Linked DNA regions of Sus scrofa: all the other regions are linked to region 1. A link is a contact called in public Hi-C and HiChIP or PLAC-seq data. All regions are on one chromosome and are shown on one strand. The core of a region is the stretch at or near the end of the contact, and the rest is flanking DNA. Distances in the headings are between cores, read along the strand shown. Region 1 holds the start of DPM2 (dolichyl-phosphate mannosyltransferase subunit 2, regulatory). Region 2 holds the start of NAIF1 (nuclear apoptosis-inducing factor 1). Region 3 has its middle 25 kb from the start of NAIF1.

The links. Hi-C and Micro-C count contacts between places; a contact is called where the count stands out from the background. HiChIP or PLAC-seq counts read pairs in DNA pulled down with a chosen protein or histone mark.
Region 2: a contact with region 1 is called in an H3K27ac HiChIP or PLAC-seq map of alveolar macrophages. The contact joins the promoter of NAIF1 here to the promoter of DPM2 in region 1. A contact is called at or near these places in 1 of 5 promoter capture datasets (skeletal muscle), 1 of 47 Hi-C or Micro-C datasets (liver) and 2 of 2 datasets of contacts at active chromatin or transcription factors (alveolar macrophages and skeletal muscle).
Region 3: a Hi-C map of embryonic fibroblasts shows a contact between it and region 1, with 14 times the contacts expected there. The contact joins the enhancer-like site here to the promoter of DPM2 in region 1. A contact is called at or near these places in 5 of 5 promoter capture datasets (fetal liver, fetal skeletal muscle, liver and 1 more), 32 of 47 Hi-C or Micro-C datasets (adipose tissue, alveolar macrophages, blood and 16 more) and 2 of 2 datasets of contacts at active chromatin or transcription factors (alveolar macrophages and skeletal muscle).

What each region holds. Positions count from the first base shown.
Region 1 is chr1:268,421,233-268,425,908 of Sscrofa11.1, reverse strand. DPM2 (dolichyl-phosphate mannosyltransferase subunit 2, regulatory) reads left to right here and starts at 2,352. Exons shown (of 4, transcript NM_001244059.1): 1 at 2,352-2,402; 2 at 2,696-2,785; 3 at 4,057-4,159. The coding sequence starts at 2,400.
Region 2 is chr1:268,529,397-268,534,072 of Sscrofa11.1, reverse strand. It overlaps NAIF1 (nuclear apoptosis-inducing factor 1), which reads left to right and starts at 2,545. Exons shown (of 5, transcript XM_003480616.4): 1 at 2,545-3,867; 2 at 3,870-4,019. The coding sequence starts at 3,510. SLC25A25 (solute carrier family 25 member 25) reads right to left here and starts at 2,321. Exons shown (of 11, transcript NM_001164510.1): 1 at 2,200-2,321; 2 at 2,068-2,197. The coding sequence starts at 2,321.
Region 3 is chr1:268,504,659-268,509,334 of Sscrofa11.1, reverse strand. No RefSeq gene overlaps it. Among named protein-coding and RNA genes, the nearest start is that of NAIF1, 25 kb to the left of the region's middle. Within about 2 kb of position 1,909, at least 28 of the 83 cell types and tissues checked have an H3K27ac peak or open chromatin away from gene starts, as enhancers often do. A contact at or near this core is called in alveolar macrophages, embryonic fibroblasts, fetal liver and 4 more, where this site is marked.

The DNA of each region.
Region 1 (4,676 bases), core at 1,103-3,602:
TTCTGGGTCCTGGAGATACAGCAGGGACCACAGACCCCATTCTCAGGGAGCTCATAGTCATTTAGGCTGGATCCACAAAAGTAAATCAGCTAATTAAAATGCAGTTGGGAGTTCCCGTCGTGGTGCAGTGGTTAACGAATCCGACTAGGAACCATGAGGTTGCGGGTTCGGTCCCTGGCCTTGCTCAGTGGGTTAAGGATCCAGCATTGCTGTGAGCTGTGGATCCCACGTTGCTGTGGCTCTGGCATAGGCCGGTGGCTACAGCTCCGATTGGACCCCTAGCCTGGGAACCTCCATATGCCGTGAAAGCGGCCCAAGTAATGGCAAAAAGACAAAAAAAAAAAATTAAAAAATAAAAATTAAATGCAGTGACAAGTATCCTCCTGGAGACATACTTGGGGCTGTGGAGCACAGACGGAACCACTGCCCTGCAGTGAGGGCTTCCCGGGAAGTGGGGGATTCCAGTGGACCTGATGGGTGAAAAGCAGCCTCTAGCCGTGGGAAGACAGTGTTCCAGGCCTCGAGCTGAAGACCTGGTGGGTGATCTGGCCTCCAGGCCTAGGGAGGGGCCTGCACACCGGTCAGAAGGCCTGTCTGGGCTGTGGCACACACGGGACCCGAGAGGCAGAGGGGAGGGAGGATCCCCACCCCGGCCTCATTCCTGCAGTGAAGAGCGGCTCGCCAGAGAAGCTTGGCAACGGTAAAGGGGTGCCCTCACAGCCAATCAAAACCAGCCCCATCCCAGCAACTCAAGCCAGACCCTCCTCCTCCCACTCCAGGCTGGTGAATCTTTTTTTTTCTTTCTTTTTTTTTTTTTTTTTTGCAAGCAAGCAAAGTCTTTATTACAGGAAAGCAAACAGCTCCCAGGACAGCTGGGAAGGGCAAGAAGAGCCCCACTCTCTATTGGGGTTTTTATCCCTTAAAGATGGGGGGGGGGTAACCAACGTGAGGTCCAGAAAGCTGTGGTTTTCTCCCATTGGCCTTGCCCAGTTCAGTCCTTGTCCAATAGGGTCTTAGGGGTGGAAATGTCCCGTAAGTCCCATGGTGTCTTTGCCCTTCTCTTCCCGTAGCCTGAGTCAGGGGGCTTTGAGATTAATGTCCGTCTGGGCGTAGGTACACTCCCTGGAGGAAACAAGGCATGTGGGGATGTTACTCCCTGGAGCCCTTTAGCCGCAAATGTTAATCAATAGACATATCCAAGAATGCATCGAAGCCCAAGCTCCTAACACTGACTACCTGAGTGACTATTCTGCCTCAGTGCCCCCCCCCCCTGCCCCCAGAGTTGGAGACTTTAACTTTGGAGGCGGGGGGACAATGACCGACTGCTCTGACTGCTTCCTGCTGACAAGGGGTGTCCTTAGGGAAAGTGGTTAGGTCTCCACTCATGGCACGGTCGGTTGAGTGGGCTTCAATACATTACCTTGGGTACCCTTTCTTTCACTATCTGTAGGTTGATAGCTTTTAATCAGGACATAACAAAGCAAGACCTACAATTAATTATCTAGGGTCCAAATAAAAGGCTCAAGATCACAATGATGACTATGGTGAACAAATATTTCCATCAGGAGGAGGAGGAGGTCAACCCGTTCCAGAGGGCAGCTCTAAAAGCTGGATGGAGCTGGATCAGACATCTCACGAATCTGCTGCCGGAGATCTCGCAGGGAATCAGACACGTTCTGCGAATAATCAGGAATATAGGCACAACATTCAGATTTTATGACAGCACGGGTACCTCCTTGGCCTGCACTGAGTATGTCTAAGGCCATTCGGTTTTGCAGCACTACTTTTCTTATTTGTTTTTGTTCCATATTTAGGGTAGGAATAGCTTCTGCAGTATCATTAAGAGATTGTGGAGTAAAATTAGTTAAGGCTTCCACCCTCAGCATTATCCGGTGAACGTTTGTCTGCACCCTACCCTCAACAGAAGAGTTGGGGCCACCACACCAGGAAGTAGCGCCCTCGGGTTCTGGAGTCGGCTGCACCCTCTACTCGGATTGTGATCTTCAAGTGCTTGCCTCTTTCTGAGCCTCATTTTCCCCGTCTCAAATATGGGACTTTCGACCCCCCACCCCATCCCGCTCTGGCCTTGGGACTCGGATATTGAGATGGGGTTTTTTTCTGGGTCGAGTTCGACCCGACTGAGACCATAAATGCAGCCTATCTGGGTTCCCCACTGGGTCCCATTTCCCAGGGTGATTCGGAAACACGGCCCACAATACTCTTGAAAACTACATTTCCCGAAATGCAAAGGGGAGGCGGTGCCTGCCTGTCTTGGGCGACGTAGTCCTGGGACTGCCTAAAGACTACGACTCCCGACGGGCCCCGCGGCCCAAGGCCAGGAGGGCCCGGATGCGGAACCGGATGTGGCTTACGGCTCCGGTGCCTGGAGCGCTGGGGAAATGGTGAGCTTGGGGCTGGGAGTCCTGGGAATGAGGGCGTCTGGGTGTGGGGTCCTAGGTCTACTCAGAAGCTGAGGCTTGAGCTCTCGGGAGCCGGGATCACTCTCCCGCCGGCCCATCGTACGGGTGGTAGGTCTTTAGCCTGCACTCTGTCTCAAGCCAGGAAATGGAAACCTCGTCAGCCACGTCGGATACGCCTGCTGAGTGAATGGGCGTAATCAGGCGGCAACTCCCCCCTCCGTTAGTGCACCTAAATGGAGGGTCACTTCCTCAGTTGAGCTTTCCCTTTTCTCCAGGCCACAGGGACAGACCAGGTGGTGGGACTCGGCCTCGTCGCCGTTAGCCTGATCATCTTCACGTACTACACCACCTGGGTGATTCTGTTGGTATGTGTGCTTCCTCGTCCGCTCTCACCTCCTATCCCTAGATCTTGAAGCCAACTCCTAACATTTAAGCACGTGACAGGCCTACCTGCCCATGTAATGAAAGCGTCAGAGCAGCAGTAGGAGGACGACACTAGCGGTGTCCCCATTGTATAGATGACGAAGCCGAGGCTCAAGGAGAAGGTTCAGACCTAAGGTAGAATCCTGAACCACTACACTGTAAGGTCCTGTGCCTTTAATGGGAGTTCTAGTCCTTCTGGTTATCCTGCGGGCTCCTGGGCATGACAAGTGCCAATGGGTTTTGTGAGGGTCTTTGGGATATCCCCCCCCCCCCCGGTGGAAAAATGTGTTAAAATGTGCAGTGTGTTTGGGAATCAAAATCTTTTTTTTTTTTTTTTTTTTTTTGCCTTTCTAGGGCCGCTCCCGTGGCATGTGGAGGTTCCCAGGCTAGGGATCGAATCGGAGCTGTAGCTGCCGGCCTACACCAGAGCCATAGCAACGTGGGATCCAAGCGGCATCTGCAACCTATACCACAGCTCATGGCAACGCCGGATCCTTAACCCACTGAGCAAGGCCAAGGATGGAACCCACAACCTCATGGTTCCTCGTCGGATTCGTTAACCACTGAGCCACGACAGGAACTCTGGGAAGCAAAATCTTGCAGAACTTGATGTTCTTTGGGAGAAAAATCTTAGTAAAGAAAACTTTTGTGGAGTTCCCGTCATGGCGCAGTGGAAACGAATCCAACTAGGAACCATGAGGTTGCGGGTTCAGTCCCTGGCCTTGCTCAGTGGGTTAAGGATCCGGCATTGCCATGAGCAGTGGTGTAGGTTGCAGATGCGGCTCAAATCCCGCATTTCTGTGGCTGTAATGTAGGCTGGCAGCTGTAGCTGCGATTCCACCACTAGCCTGGGGACCTCCATATGCCGAGGGTGCAGCCCTAAAAAGCAAAACAAAAACAAAAACAAAAGATCTTGGAGCCCAGATTGGGATTCCTCATGTACCCTTTGCCCCTGCTAAGCTGTGGGGGACTTAAGCCAGGTCCCCAGCAGCAGCTTAGAGCAGGCACCAGGGAAGTACCTAGTATACCACTTGTAGAAAAATGAAGGAAGGGAACCAACCAAAGCACCCAAGATGCCATCATCTTAAAGAAAAGCAAATGCAGCCCCAGCGCTTTGACGGGGTCAGCCCCTGAGACAGAGGAGGTGGGATGTTTGGGCTTGGGGCGCTCAGCAGAGCCAGGCATGCTCACCGGAGCTCTGCCCTTGTGCCAGCCATTCATTGACAGTCAGCATGTCATCCACAAGTATTTCCTGCCCCGGGCCTATGCTGTTGCTATCCCGCTGGCCGCCGGCCTCCTGCTGCTCCTCTTTGTGGGTAAGTTCTCCCAACCCTGGGCGGGGTGTCTGAGGGACCCCATGACCCTCTCCTACACCTGAACATGCGGCTGTACTTTGGCCCCTGCGGTACACCTGCTGGAGGCTCCTTGCCCTCAGTTCACCCCCTGGGGTTTCCGTGTTCATCCCTCAGGGCTGCAGGCTTCTCGATCCTCAGGCTCACTGGACTCTAATGGGGTGTCTCCTTGTTTCCTGCTCCTTCCACCACCATCACCCCTCACCCCCTTGTCACTTTGGCCTCTGATTCCTGCACCCCTCTGACTCCCAGGGTTTAGTGTGTGGGCTTCCTAAGGCCAAAGACTGTATCTTCATCATTACTGTGTCCTCAGTGCCCAGCACATGCTGTGGCACTGAGTTGGTGCTCAAAAAAGTCATTTGAGTGAGTCAGCAATCAGGTGTCTGGATGATGGGGTAGGTGGATGGTAGGTGCTGAGTGGGCAGCTGGGGAGGTAGGTGGCCAGATGGTTGACTAGCTGAGTCGATGGATGGTTGGGTGG
Region 2 (4,676 bases), core at 1,296-3,795, 110 kb before region 1:
AATGGATTCTCCCCAATCTCTCAAAGCTGTATAATTTCACATTCACAAGCTGAAGGAGTTGTAGAAATAGTCAGAGTCCATATTAAAGCCACACACCAGATGATAGAACTTAGCCACAGAGTTAAAGATTTTAGAGCCAATGTGGCCCCAAGAGGCTAGGCTCCCTTTGGTTAATCCAAAAGGTTTCCTTTCAACCTTGGAAAGGAAAACCACCACTTCTCCCTATTTGCCCTTAGACACTTACTGCCAAAAACAAAACCCAAAAACTGGATTTGGACCAGTATCAAATGTGCCATGGAGGGAGTTCCCATTGTGGCGCAGCAGAAATGAATCTGACTCGTAACCATGAGGTTGCGGGTTCGATCCCTGGCCTCGCTCAGTGGGTTAAGGATTCAGCGTTGCGGTGGCTATGGTATAGCCTGGAAGCTACAGTTCTGATGCTACCCCTAACTTGGGAATCTCCATATGCCGCGGGCGAGGCCCTAAAGAACCAACAAAACAAACAAAACAGAAAACCAAATGTGTCATGGATCGAGGGAACACTGGAACACCAGATGAGGCACAAAGCATGGTGTATACACTCCTGAAGCCAGATGCACAGATGTGCCCGGTGGCAAGGTGGCAAACACCAGGTGGCCACATTCATGAAAGCAGTAAGGGTCACCCAGGCACAGGCACACACCTCCCTCAGCCAAAAGGCACAGGCCCTCTGAGTTTAGCCATCCTGTCTTTCCAAGTGACTTACTCATCAGTTATGGATTGGAAAATATCCAGCTCACAACAACATTCTGCATAAAACTTGTGTTCGAAGATTTTTTCTGTTTTTTTTTTTTTAAACTTGTCTCTCTGCTCCCGGACTTAACCCAGTGATTCTCTCTTGCACAGGGTTACCCTTGGTCTCCTAGGCTGATCCTGAGTAGGTTATACATCTTGGATGTTGAGCCAAGATATTTTGGACATGAGTTTAAAACACTTCACGTTAAACTACCCAGTCCATAAATTGGTTGAATTCACAGGGATTGGACCAGATGTTTCCCCACTCTTAGCTCTGAGAGATTCTCTAATTGCGCTGTGTATAAACAGACCAAAGGAACAAACTTCGAAGAGAAACAGGTTACTAGGTAAAGGGCTCATTAGTTTTCCTCCAGGTTTATAAATCGGGCTAAGCCATAATAGATGAACCATGTGGAAAAGGACAGCCACAGCTACAAAGTCAGATGGAGAAACATACCATGAGAGACAGAAGGGAGAGAAACAGCCTCTGCTTGAGGTTTTTAATACTGAAAGGACAGCACTTCTTGTCTGCCCTTCCTCCTTGGCTGGGAGCCTATTGGAGGACAAGAGTAACAATACCCCCTCCTGGGTGGGTCACACTTTCACTTTTAGGAAGGATTTCCCCCTAATTCTTTCATTCTAATCTGCAACCCTGTAAGAGATCACAATTCCATCTTCTGAATCAGCGTGTCCACGGGATGGCTCTAACTCCTGAGAATCATCAGTTCTCAACACCCCCAGATTCATCAGAAACCCCAGTTTCTTTTTTTTTTTCTAACTTCCACATGCTTCTGAGAGGAACCAGATCAGGGCCCACAGGCGGCATGGAAGGGAGCGGGAGAGGCGAGTGAGGGGTGTCCCTGGAGGAGGATGGATGAAACCATTAATGAAGGGTAGAGGGGAGCATCAAAGCTTACTCTTGAGGTCAGAAGGTGACATAAGGCAAACTTTTGAGATTTGACCTTCTACTTTGGGGAAAGCCCGACCAGAAAGGGGCTTTTCTACCATCAGAATGTCCAGAGAGTGCCCACCTGTAGCCAGGAGAGCCTTTCCTCCTGGCCCAAGAGCCCACAGAGGTCAAGAAGGAGCTCCACTCCCACCAGAAAATGGGGTGCCATCTGTCACCAGGGGGTCCCAGCCCACCCGAGAGGTCATCCACCAAGACAACCAAGCTCCAAGGGATTGCCCAAGAAGGCGATGGTGCAGACCAGACCTGTCACCTGGACCTCCCGAAGGTGCTGGGGAACGAAGGGAGTCCCCTCCCCGCCCACGCGGACAGAGCTCATTGCCTACCTGGAGCTCGCCCTCAGTGCGGTGCAGTCCCAGGCGCCGAAGCCCCACTGCTAAGTCGTTGACACACAAGCCGCCGTCGCGGTTGACGTCGAGAGTCTGGAAGAGGCTCCACAGGCGCAGCTGGTGGTCCGGCCCCCGCAGACGGCGCCGCCGCACGGGTCTACAGACGCCGGCGACGAGGCGGACGAAGAGGCGGTGGCGGCGGCGTCCGGCGGCGGGGAAGCCACGCAGCGGCACAACACACTGCTCACCATCGGGCGCGAGGCAAGGGCAACGGGCCGGCGGGGAGAGCACGAAAGATACGCGGGTGTCCCCAGACACTGAGCGCGGGCTCAGGGATGCCGGCAAGCTGGCCGGATGGGCGGCTTCCGGGAGCCCGGCCCCGCCTCTTGCCGCCTGGATGGTCACGCCCCTAGGCACGACGCCCGCCACTCATAGACCGGACGGCCACCTAGAGAGGCGGAGCCTCCCCAAGAACTGCCCACGCGGCCCTGGACTTACCCAGATCAATGGAGAGGGCGGGCGATCTCTGCTCAGCCAGGGGCCGATTCAAACTGAGGGAGGTGGGGATTGGCTGGGTCCGGCCGAGAGAGGAAGTCACGCTGTGATAGGCACAAGTCTTGTGATTGGCAGGCAGAAGGCCCCGTGTCATATTTCCATTGAGAAACGTGGTTTAGATGAAGGAATCGTAAAGATTGGAGGAGCTGTCCTATTCGTAGAGATTGTAATATCCGGTGAGAAGTAGGATTTACGTGAGGAGCAACTGTGAGATGCGCTTGCAAGGCAGAATTTGCGCACCTGGATGGAATTAAAAATTAATTGGCCAACATCTCAGGCCGCAAGCACTAGAGATCCTCAGGAGGCCGAGTTTTGGTAATCTAACTCCCTAAACCACAAATAAAAGAGCTGAATTTAACGGCGCAAAACTCGTAAAACTGATGATTGAACGACATGACTATTTTCCAATGGAAATGAATTAAGGCTAGGTTGGGTGGCGCGCTCCGTAGCGACAGACACGCCTTTAGACCAATCATCAGGCCAATTTCAGTAAATAGGCGGGCCCTTGGTTGAATGACAGATGGAAAGAACCAGTGAGCGACGTAATCTGTGAGCCTCGGCCAACCGGGAGGGTGGGTCCCCTGGAGAAGCTCTGGGAGGCGGGAAGAGGGGAAGTGGGCGGATCTCCGCACATCCCGGCGGAAGAGGCAGATTCAGGAAGCCATTACGCAGCTGGCTGGCAGCGGCTGAGCGAGTCGGAGCTGGGCCCTACGCAGTTTGCGTAACGAGGGGGGTTACCAAAGGCCTGGTGCTTGGCCTTGGACAAGCCCAGCCTATCCTCTGTAGGAGGGGGTGGGTGAGGAGCGAGGCTAAGGGAGAAGAGAAGGGGAATTTGGGCGGGTAGGGGATTATAATTTATTTAAAAGGCGGGGTGGGGAGAGGCCATGGCTGTCCCAGCCAAGAAGAGGAAGATGAACTTCTCTGAGCGAGAGGTGGAGATCATCGTGGAGGAGTTGGAATTGAAGAAGCACCTGCTGGTGAACCACTTCAACGCCGGGGTCCCTCTGGCTGCCAAGAGCGCAGCGTGGCATGGCATCCTGAGAAGGGTCAATGCCGTGGCCACCTGCCGCAGGGAGCTGCCCGAGGTCAAGAAAAAGTGGTCTGATCTCAAGACCGAGGTCCGTCGCAAGGTTGCCCAGGTCCGGGCGGCTGTGGAGGGTGGTGAGGCCCCAGGGCCCACTGAGGACGACGGAGCCGGTGGGCCTGGGACAGGTGGTGGCAGTGGCGGTGGTGGCCCAGCTGTAGCCCCGTACTGCTCACCCCCATGCAACAACGCATCTGCAACCTCCTGGGCGAGGCCACCATCATCAGCCTGCCCAGTACCACAGAGATCCACCCCGTGGCCCTTGGACCCACAGCCACTGCAGCCGCAGCCACAGTCACCCTGACACAGAGTGAGTGACCTCTCCCGCCCAGTCTGGCGAGCCTAAATGGGAAGGGCCAGCAAGAGCTGGGGCAGCCCAGGGAAGGTTGGCTGCCAAGGGTCAAAGGTCAGATGGGAGCCTTGGAAGACCACGAGGCCTTCTAAGAGCTCCGCAAGCAGAAACGATCTTGTTTTTTCTGGACTTCCTCAGCATGCAGTCTGGACTTCTGACAGGCTGGCTTGCTCTCCACTGTGTGGCCACCATTCGTGTCCATGACTGAACTATGTGGTCCTTGAAGACAGAGACCCTGTTTGTATCCTCACAGGACTTATCACAGGGCCTGGCACACCGTGGGCAGGCAGGACACATTTGTTGAACCAATAGGTGGATGGACATCGATTCTGGACAAAGACATTCCAGTTTCCAGGGTGGTGAGCATCCATCAGGCACTGCTGAGGAGCCTCATGGTTCCTGGTGTTATTCTGCTCCTCTGGTCACGCCTCAAACCTTAGCGCGATTCTGTGCCAGACCCTGTGCTCGGCGCTGGGATTACCAAGGTGTCTAAGAGATGGGCCAGTTATATTCTAGTAGGTCAGATAAGACACATATGTCGATAATGGCACTGTCAGTTGGGAGGCCCTAAGAGCTCAGAAGAGAAAGGGGGCTTCTTGGTGGGGGTGGAAGCAC
Region 3 (4,676 bases), core at 660-3,159, 84 kb before region 1:
ACGTTGCTGTGGCTCTGGTGTAGGCTGGTGGCTACAGCTCCGATTCAACCCCTAGCCTGGGAACCTCCATATGCCGCGGAAGCGGCCCAAGAGATAGCAACAACAACAACAACAACAACAACAAAAGACAAAAAAAAAAAAAAAAAAAGTGGACATTGGTGCAAAACCCTAGAAGGACGATTTGCTGATAGTTCATCAAAACCTTTAAATGCAGGTTCTTTGACTCAGCGGTTTCCTTTGACTCGGTGAGTTCTAGTCTAAGAATTTTTCTGGAAAAAATAAACAATAGCATTTAAGTAGTCTGCCCCAGGATCTTTGGTCTCGGGATTGTGCTGACGGGAGGGGGCTGCAGACATGCCTGGCTGGCCAGCCCAGGATCTTGGTTCTGTGCCCTGTGTGCTCCGAGCCCTGGATGGAAGCCTAGAGGGACGGGGAGGTCAGCAGAGGCTGGAACCTGACCGGTTCCCAGCAGGGTGGTGCGAGGAGAGTGCGGGGCAGGTCTCACCCGACTGCATCGGGGTCTGGGTCCACACTGAGCCTGGCCTGGCCTGGGAGTCAGGTTCTAACCAGCCACCACCAGTGCAGACTCGGAACAGGGGACACTTGGCTGACACGGCTACCTGGGACCTACAAAGGACAGCCATTTGCTCTCCAAACACCAGTAGTTTCTTTGCAACGGAGGGAGGTGGGGCCTTGGCTGGAGCCTGGAGACCTGGGCTCTAGATTAGCCCTGTCCCAATGTGCCCTGTAGCCCCAGGCTCCTCGGCTGGACAGTGAACAGGTGGATCAGGTAGTTAGCCTCCTCTGGCCCCTCCAGCGAAGATTCAAAGCTTGGGTGTTTGAACCAGCCAGACCTGAGTTCCAGTTCCAGCTCCATCAGTGGGACTCGGCGTGGTATTTAGGCTCTTTGTACTTCAGTTTCTATCTCAAATTAAAACCCTGCAGGAGTTCCCGTTGTGACTCAGTGGGTTAAGAACCTGACGAGTATCCAAGAGGATGTGAGTTGGATCCCTGGCCTTGATCAGTGCATTAAGGATCCAGCGTTGCCGAGAGCTGTGGTGTAGCTCACATGTGTGGCTCGGCTCTGGCGTTGCTGTGGCTGTGGTGCTACAGCTCCAATTCAACTCCTAGCCTGGAACCTTCCATAGCCCCGAGTGTGGCCTTAAAAAGACAAAAAAAAAAAAAAAAAAAAAGACATGACACCATAAAACTCCTAGAAGAGAACATAAGGAAAACATTCTCTGACGTAAACCATATAAAAGTTTTCTTAGGTCAGTCTCCCAAGGCAATAGAAATAAAAACAAAAATAAACAAATGAGACCTAGGCAAATTTTCAGGCTTTTGCACAGCAAAGGAAACCATTTTAAAAAAAGAAAAAGTAAAAGGGAGTTGCCGTCGTGGTGCAGCGGAAACGAATCCGACAAGGAACCATGAGGAGGCGGGTTCGATCCCTGGCCTCACTCAGTGGGTTAGGGATCCGGCGTTGCCGTGAGCTGTGGTGTAGGTCGCAGACGTGGCTCGGATCCCGCGTTGCTGTGGCTCTGGCGTAGGCCGGCAGCTACAGCTCCGATTGGACCCCTAGCCTGGGAACCTCCATATGCCGCGGGAGCGGCCCAAGAAATGGCAAAAAAAAAAAAAAAGACAAAAAAAATAAAACTAGAATAAAATAAAAATAAAAAAATAGTAGTGTATTCAATAAGTATAAGAATAAAATAAAATATCTAAGTGATAAGAAGGTGTTGCGTTCTATTTTACTTGATAGTGCTGGAGACCGTTGTAGGGCGCAGAGCTGGGGGCGGCCACAGGAGGGCGCTCTGTTCACGGGCGCCTTTCCAGCCTAGAATGAGGAATCCAGGCCGGGAGAACCCGCGTGGTGTGTTGTTCTCCATGTGTCCTGTAGGTGGGGCTAGACAACCACAGTCAGGCGCAGGCCTGGGCACAACACTAGGCGTCCCAGACCGCAGGCTGGGGATGGGTGAGGCTGGAGGGCTACCTCAGGAGTGTCCAGTCCTGGAGGGGAGCGGGCTCTTCCGCAGCCCCAGGGAGAAGCCATGACCAGTTCTACCAGCCCGTCAAGCCCAGAGGCGGTGCTGGGTGTGGAGAGAGCTTAGGACCGAAGTCAGAGGCCCTGCCCTGCCTGGGCAGCTGTGTGCTTCTGACTCCCCTTCCTTTTCTCGCCTCAGTCGCCCTCTCATGCCGGGAGAGTGTGAGAGCCTGTCAAACCTGACCCCTGACAATAAAGGTCTGAAGTGGCTGAAAGTCCTCTGCCAGCTGCGCAGAAGAGCCCTGGTTTCCTGTGAAGCCCCAATCCCAGAACAGCCCTCTCCTTGTCTGACCTTGTCACCTGCCCCTGAGGTCACAGTGCTTCCCTTATTCCCTGGATTGAGAAACAGAGGCCCATGGGAGTTAAATGACTTTCCCAAGGCTACAGTGAGTGGTTGGAGCCAGGTGTGAAAGGCAGATCTGTTTGCTCCTTCCACCTTCTCCATCTGACCTGCTGCAATTGAAGGGGATACGGTGCAGGGGGGAGGGAATTTCCCACTGAAGAAACTGAGCTAAGAGAAATTCCTTGGTAAGAAGATGGATTACTCATACATGCCTAGGAGTTCCCGCTGTGGCACAGTGGGTTAAGAATCCAACTGTAGGAGTTCCTGCTGTGGCACGATGGGATTGGCAGTGTCTTGGGAGCACTGGGACACAGGTTTGATCCCTGGCCCAGCACAGTGGGCTAAGGATCTGGCGTTGCCATAGCTGCAGCTTAGGTTGCAACTGCGGCTTGGATCTGATCTCTGGCCTAGGAGCTCCATATGCCGTGGGGGGGGGGGCAATAAAAGAAAAAAAAGGCTGCAGCTGTAGCATGAATTAAGGATCTAGCGTTGCCGCAAAGCTGCAGTGTAGGTTGCAGATGTGGCTCGGATCTGGTGTTGCTGTGGCTGCGGCATAGGCCACAGCTGCAGCTCCGATTTGACCCCTAGTCCAGGAACTTCCATATGTTGCTGGCGTGGCCATAGAAGCACACTGATTTTCTTTTTTAGAAAGGACATGAAAAGCACAAACTATAAAAGAAAAACAATAAGTTAAACTCTTAACTTTTAAAATCTTTGCCTTTCAAAGGTTGTCATTAAGAGAATAAAGAGGCAAGCCGCAGACTGGGAGAAAAGTATTTGCCATATATACCTCTGACAAAGGACGTGTAACCAGGGAGTTACCGCTGTGGCACAGTGGGTTAAGGATCCAGAGGTGCCACAATTGTCAGAGGTCATGGCTGTGGCTTGGATTCGATCCCTGGCCAGGGAATGGCCACATGCTGCAGGTGCAGCTAATAAAGAAAACAACGAAAAAGGACTTGTATCCAAAATACACAAATCAAGTCTCCAATTCAGTAATAAGACAATCAGCTCAACTTTAAAATGGGCAAAATACTTGAAAAGCTACTTCACCAAAGAAAAAATATTTATATGCATCAATAGCCAATAAACATATGAAAAGATACTCAACATCATTGGTCATAAGAAAAGTACAAATTAAAACCACAATGAGGTCCCACTGTAGGACCGTTGGAATGGCTAATTTTTTGTTTCTTGTGACAGCCACACCTGCAGCATATGGAAGTCCCCTGAGCTGGGGCCAAGTAGGAGCTGCAGCTGCCGGCCTACGCCATAGACACAGCCACGACAATGCCAGATCTGAGCTGCATCTGTGCAGCTCACAGCAACATTGGATCCTTAACTCACTGAGCAAAGATAGGGACTGAACCCACATCCTCATGGATACTAGTTGGGTTCTTAACCCACTGAGCCACAACAGGAGCTCCAGAATGGCTAAATTTTATTTTATTTTTTTGTCTTTTTAGGGCTGCACCTGCAGCACATAGATGCTCCCAGGCTAGGGGTAGAATCTGGCGGCCTACACCACAGCCACAGTAACGCAGGATCCAAGCCCCATCTGTGACCTACACCACTGCCCATGGCAATGCTGGATCCTTAACCCACTGAGCGAGGCCAGGGATCAAACCTGTGTCTTCATGGATCCTCGTCAGATTCATTACCCCTGAGCCATGAAGGGAACTCCCGAGTGATTCCATTTATATAAAATCCCAGAAAATTCAAACTATAGTGACAGAAAGAAAATCCCTGTTTGCCCAGCAGGATGGGTGTCCAGGTTGGTGGGAAGGACATGATTATAAAAGGGCCTGAGAGACTCATGGAGGTAACAGGATTGAGTCACTGCCTGGACTGTGGTGATGGTTTCTCGAATGTTCACATACTGGAACTCGTACACTTTATTATTATTAATATTATTATTATTTTTTGGCTGCACCCAAGGCCTTCAGATATTCCCAGGCCAGGGACCAAACCCGAGCCACACCAGTGACAACAGCCAAGTCCTTAAGCTCTAGACCACCGGGGAACTCTGAAACGTATACATTTTAAATATGAGCAATTTCTTGCTCATCAATTATATCTCAATAAAACTGTAATAAAAAATAATTATTACCATCAGGAAAGGAGTTCCCGTCATGACGCGGCGGAAATGAATCCGACTAGGAACCATGAGGTTGTGGGTTCGACCTCTGGCCCCGCTCAGTGGGTTAAGGATCCGGCGTTGCCGAGAGCTGTGGTGTAGGTCACAGACGCAGCTCAGATCTGGCATTGCTGTGGCTGTGGTGCAGGCTG